2 separate regions of the Salmo salar genome follow, and region 1 is linked to region 2. The links are chromatin contacts, called in public Hi-C maps. All regions are on one chromosome and are shown on one strand. Each heading gives the region's core, a stretch centred on a gene start, on an enhancer-like site or on the middle of the called end of the contact. The rest is flanking DNA. Distances are from core to core; before and after follow the strand shown. Region 1 holds the start of tpd52 (tumor protein D52). Region 2 holds the start of znf704 (zinc finger protein 704).

Region 1 (3,080 bases), core at 55-2,554, 130 kb before region 2:
CAATTACAGAGCCATAATCAATATGGGAATATATATTGATCTAAATCCTAGAATAATCCCATGGAAGCCTGTTCCTGATCTTTTGCTCCTGCAGGTGGCAGTAGTCTTTCATGATTCGCTGAGTTTTCTGACTGACAGCACTGTTCCAGTAATGAGTGGCGTTGTTAGGCCTAGCGTCCAGTTTCAAAGCCAGTAAATTAAGGACTAAACCAGGACACATTGTGTGAACATGATGGGGAGTGTGACCCACTCTGCTTCTGGTAATGGCAGGTGTATATAAAGCCTTGTCAGGTCTAAATCCAGAGTGAAAGGGAGGGTAATACAATATGCACACCCATACAATCCGTCTCTCCATTAAATGGCCTAAACGTATTTGTTATACTTTATATTTTTAGTTAACTAGGCAAGTCAGTTAAGTATTTCTTTGAATGCAAATGAATAAATCAATCATCATGAAAGGGGTGTGTGTGTCAACAGACAGTCTATAGACAGCCTGGTTATAGTCTGAGTCAAAACTCATATTGGGTGTCTATCAATTAGGTTACAGGTCAGATTGAACACAGTCTGGAAGGTCACTCTGGGGCCACATTAAATCCACTTGTGTATGTTCAGAAAGACATCAATACGGCTGTCCAACAATGAAATATAGAAAAATGACTAACAAAATGTGAAATATTAGTTTGTCAGCCTTGGCGTGCTGAAATAGATAGCTTGATTACGTGTTACACATTGAACCATGTGCCTGGCTCTGGTTGTGTTCGTAAATTCAGAGCGTCCTCAGATTCAGAGCGTTTCGCTCTGGGAGCGCACACTGGACACAGCTCTGGCTGTGGAGTAGGGTTGATCCGAGCGTTCTGACATCACAACCGCAGTCAAGCACCAAGCTAACGTTGGCTAGCTTACAAGCTACTTCCAGACACATATGAGAGAACACCTCACTCTGACCATTTTACTCACCCTATAAGAGCTGGTTAGGCTGTTTTCATGACATCCATATTTAACCTTTATTTAACTAGGCTAGTCAGTTAATAACACATTCTTATTTACAAATGACGGCCTAGGAACAGTGGGTTAACTGCCTTGTTCAGTTTTTGCCGACGTTTACTGACAACGGCCATATTCAACGGGTGTTGAGCATTTGTAAATTCATGAGTTATTCTGCGCTCTGGCACACTCAGACGAGAGCGCTGTGAAATCGAAGTAGATATCCAGAGTGAATTTACGAACGCACCCTCTGTTTACACTTCTACGTGCTCTTTCTACGGCTTGACGTCACAGAGGACCCCACCTACCGCGAGCATGTGAGTGCACAAGATTGCAGGAGCGAAGTGGGGAACCTGCAAGCTTTTGGATCAAATAAGAATAGCAGAAACAGCATATAGCGTGAGGATGGAGCAAGCAGATCAAGGTAAGGTATTTGTTACAGCATGCAAAATGACAGTACTATTACTGACAACCATTTTAAAACTCTGTTTAGTTTGTTTCTAACCAAAGTTAGCCAGCTAGCTGTAGGCTAATCAGAGCATATGCTAACTAACTCAAGTTCATCCTTTTGCAGAAGATTTAAAAAAAAAAAAAAAAAGTTAAACAAAGAATGTTCTAGTCTTCGATATACCCAGAGACAATAATATGCAAGCCATTCATCTCAAACCACACAGGTTAAACAAGATACTCAAACATTGTACAATGTTCCTGTTCTTTGAATGTGGGAGGAAAAACAATACAGATAAGGAAGTTTGTCTAGTCCTCGAATTTAAAACCCAACTTCAATTGTTAACGTTACTTTGTTGCACGCGTTTGAAAGAACGTTGAATGAGTCATAATATTGGTTCAAACATTACATTTATGCGTTGTTTTGCTGTTATTTTCACTGAAGTGGGTTGAAAATACAGTTTACCATATGTTTGCTCCTGGAACGCCCACACACCACACCTCGCTGTAGATGTGTCATACATTCCTTACTGTGTACAGATTGTTCTCCTTCTTGATCATTCACGTGTATGCCTTTATTACCCATTGGTAAGTTTACTGTATGTCTTTCATCGTTTTAAAGGTTTGTGAACAACTTCATTAATTCCGTTGTAGACAATGTCTCTGGCACATTTGTCAATTCAATTTTCACACTTTGAATGTACTATGTGTATGATGTCGTCGTGTTACGTTTATTTGATAGGCCGCATCACTAAAGTGTACGGTTATGAATAGCCTTTGATTTGCACTGTTCTTGTGGTTAGTCTTGTGCTGTTGACAGACTACTAGACAACATTCTATCAGCACTTTTTAGTTTTCCTGACATCTCGGAAATGGGTAAACACTTCATGTCTCTACAGGTCTAGCCTATGGTTTTACTCCCAGAATGATATACACCTTTCACAATAACAATCCAGGTAGTAACCTATGCCACTTGTGTCATTTTGAGGAGGAGCATCACTGGGAGAATCTGAATTGCACCTCCTCTCTCCCTCCCACCTTCTCAAAACCCATTGGAGGAGGTCAGAGGCCTCTGGCTTTCTCATCCAATGGTTTTTGAGAAGGAGGTGAGGAGTATGCAATGATATTCTCCCACTGTCTACGTCTGCTCTGCAGTCCCCTATGACCCCTCTGACCTCTTCCCTCTCCTCCCTTTCCCATTCTGTCCAACATCCCTCTTGGGAGGTGATTCGATGCAGGGCCAGACAGGTAGCAGCTGAATGCATCTTTCCTGGCTTTGATTACTCCCTCTCCTCTCCTGCTGGGCAGCCATCTGCCTTGTGCCTCCCTCTCCTCCCTCCTCTCCGTTCATGTCTGCTTGCCCACCTCTCACGTCTCACTGCAGCTGTTAGTCAGGCCAGGCAGGCCAGGGAGCAGTGTGTTGTTTAAACAACAGGTTGCAGGATGATGCCAGAGACACACTGTGTCTTGTTTGTGTACTTTGCAGGAGGGGCTGCCAGGTAGGAAGGCCTCTGTGACCTGCTTGTCTTCTTCTTTTATATAGATTACATTTTAGTCACCTGTCATGAGCAGGATCAGCATCCTTCGGCACATCGAGCATAGAGGTGATGCTGTTTCCTGAAGTCCATCTGCTTGTTCTGTAATATGTC
Region 2 (3,283 bases), core at 305-2,804:
GAACTATGACCCCATTGCTTGGATCAAACCCCCAATACGTATTTATAGGCTACGTTATCCAACACAGTCACATGCATTCCCCTCTCATCATAGGAGCTGTTTTTATAAGGGACCACCAAGCAGGCAGCCTCACCAGACCATCTTTGTTGTGAAACCATGCGACACCATCAAGCTGGAACTTTTAAAGGCAGGCAATTAGGTCACTCATAACAGGAAGGAATACATCTTGATATTTAGAAACACAATGTACCATCCAGTGTGGCATAATAATATGACATCTACTATTCTACGCTAGTTATTAAGCCTAAAGTCAATTGTTTTCTTCAGTAGCAGCAAGGACACAAGTGTGACATGAATGAAACAAATAGCCTAGCTAATGACTGCATACTACTCCCTCCCCTACACAATAAAATAAATGCAACTACAGTTATTACATGAATTCCTACATTATAATGACATATTCAATGCAATGACGGGTTAATATGCATGAATTGCCAGTGTCATATGCGACTGATGCATTGTGTACAATCTGGGATGTTTTATTACATCAATGATCGGTCCAGAATGCTGCAGAGCGTGTTTGCGTCTGCCATCTACCCACTAGGTCAAATCTACAGTCAATGGGTCAGAAAAACACTGCGCAGATAGGGCCCTATCATAATCAAGCATTCAATGGGAACCCCTTTGTCCTGTATTTAATGCTAAATATTTTCACAGTGCATTGTTATTATTCAATCTGTAGTTCTGCACTACAACATGAATCTCATCTGGATTATTCTGGGTGTGTGACTGTCTGCCTATCATTAATATAGCTTGTAAAAGCCGGTTGCAGCGGCGGGCAATGGATGCAATAACACGCTCTTTCTCCGTCTGTGCACGAAGCAGTTAAACGCTGCAAAACACCGCTGCACAACAACAGCAGGCTTCCCGGTCACACACAAACAGACCTTCAAGCTGGATTTGAGCGGTCCTTTCGCCGTCGTTTGGCTGAAGCCCACGGCTATCTCGTCCTCGGAGAATTCTTTCAGGCTTCCGTCTTGCATTAGTAACGTGTAGACGTTACGCAGAGGTCCAGTTGAAACATCTCTGTTTTCCTGCTTGACAGCCTGTACCACTCCTGTCAACGGAGCCCCGTCCCCAGTCGGACTCGGCGCATACACCCGGCTGCCCAGGATTGAACGCTTCACCAAACGCCTCGTATGCATAGCGATAAATGTATAGTACCGAATTTAAAGCGGAATGCGGTTAATATCTATGGACGTCGAGTTAGAATTGATAAACACTGACATGAAAAACACAACACCGCAGCGGATAGACTACGTGCTCCATAAACCCTAACCAAATGTTAGAAAGCGGCAACATACTCTGCTGCTAGGACGGGTCAAAACGAACGATATTTGAAAGCACGAATATGTGTAGAAAAAGCTACATGCATGGATTAACAAATGCATGAAAACAAGCCATTCCCCGTGAAATAACCTATTCAACAGACCGGCTACTGATATTTCTTCGTTCGACCTGTTTGTTTTCCTGACTGTTCCCTCTAAACTCGTGAGAGAGCACAAAAACACGGAACTGTATTAAAGGACCGACAATGACATTTGAACAGTACATTTTCATCCGAACAAAAGGGCTTCGCCAATACACAAAAAAAATATATTATCTGTGATCTACATGAAAAATAATTTTAGTTTCACGCACATATTTTACACCGGTTTGCCGTCTGACATGGTGAAATTTGCTGAAATAGCCGCGTAACAGTGACTCCGGATCCATATTCTAGAGATTCCAGTCCGTAGCCGACTGCCAAGAGCCAGCGCCTCTACCGGCGGATTGCTGCCTGTAAACATGTGCGGTCTCGCGGTTGACTCGAGCACCCATTGGTCGGCCCAGCACACGCCTCCACTGGGCTACGCACATTTTTCTGTCAGTGAGGGGATTCTATTATCTGGCCCGGGTTACCCCTGTGAATGAGTTTAAACCGGGTGAAAATTGATTGGATTCGTTTTGGAACCGGGCTGTCTCCCGGGCGTGAGCCAGATGCCCCCTTCAAAACCCACGTAAAAGTCGCTCAAAACAAAAGTGACGTAGCCCAGGCTAGATTAAGCACGTGGAGTAATGAATAGGACTCTGTTTTACCATGGAAAAATTATTGCTCTTGCTAAAAACGCTTTATAAGCCTTCCCGATGAAAACTAGTCAGAAAATGTGAACATAATTTTTATGGAAAAGAGATGTATGTTCCTGGATGATGCACCATGCTGCCTTGTTGACAACATGACCGAGCAGCGCAGATTATGTTAATGTTCGATTTGACAAAGGCGCTCCTCCCTCGCCGCTTTTGCCTGTTCACGTCACGGCCGGTGCACCGGAGCTCAGGTTAATAAAACTCCCTCAATTTCCGTCCAACATAAAGTTATGGGAGTTGGAGAGGACGCTCCATCAGACAGGAAGCGACGTTTCAAAATCTGTCCACGAAAAATGAACCCAGGAATTTTGGATTTTTTTGTACAGAGGTCAATGGAAGGGAGAGTGTCGAATTTGGTGATCAAAAATTGTAATTAGTAATTTTCTACGTGAGGTTATTTGATCTAACATACGTTCCGTAATGGTTAGGTTGTTAAGAATGCACTGATAAAAGTGGACGCATGTGGCATTTCAGCAATTTAAAACTTTATAGAGGACTCCTCATGGATTTAACCTATTTTTAACATGGACATTGGAATTGAGCACTTCCACCATCTTAAAGTGGTCAACTGGGTCGGGATTCCCATAAATTGGGAGCAATCAGCCAATGAAGAAGAAAATTGACTACTTTAAAATGGCGATAGCATGATCAGCGCCATTGAGGCTGTCACAGACGCTATAATGACACAGAAACAAAGACGAGTCCTCTATCTAGCTCTATGGCATGTTGTTCAAATGCGTATCTGCCCAATCATTGGCTAGAATGGTCCCACCTGATCTCGCCTGCCTTCCATCTTTAAGGACATGTATTTCCATTGTTAGAGCGGTCAATCGTGTATTTTGTCAGTATAACAGACAAGTTTTGGCTCCATCCAAAACAATGACGCAACGATGAATGGAAGAGAAAACGAAATGGGAGGGGGAGGGGAGGAGAAAAATATGGGAATGTAGCGCAAAGAAACATTTAGACCAGCCAGGCTCAGTAAGACTAGTTGAGAAGCCAGTGTTATTGTGTATATTTCAAGCATAAAGCTTATAGTTTGAAACCAAATCTAAGCCTACTATTATTCTGTACACTTCTATTATCCCACAAAGTT

The links. Hi-C and Micro-C count contacts between places; a contact is called where the count stands out from the background.
Region 1: a Hi-C map of muscle shows a contact between it and region 2, with 4 times the contacts expected there. The contact joins the promoter of tpd52 here to the promoter of znf704 in region 2. A contact is called at or near these places in 3 of 3 Hi-C or Micro-C datasets (blood, gill and muscle).

The regions. Positions count from the first base shown.
Region 1 is chrssa27:25,650,602-25,653,681 of Ssal_v3.1, reverse strand. tpd52 (tumor protein D52) reads left to right here and starts at 1,304. Exons shown (of 6, transcript NM_001141231.2): 1 at 1,304-1,408. The coding sequence starts at 1,390.
Region 2 is chrssa27:25,516,222-25,519,504 of Ssal_v3.1, reverse strand. It overlaps znf704 (zinc finger protein 704), which reads right to left and starts at 1,554. Exons shown (of 9, transcript XM_014178264.2): 1 at 948-1,554. The coding sequence starts at 1,205.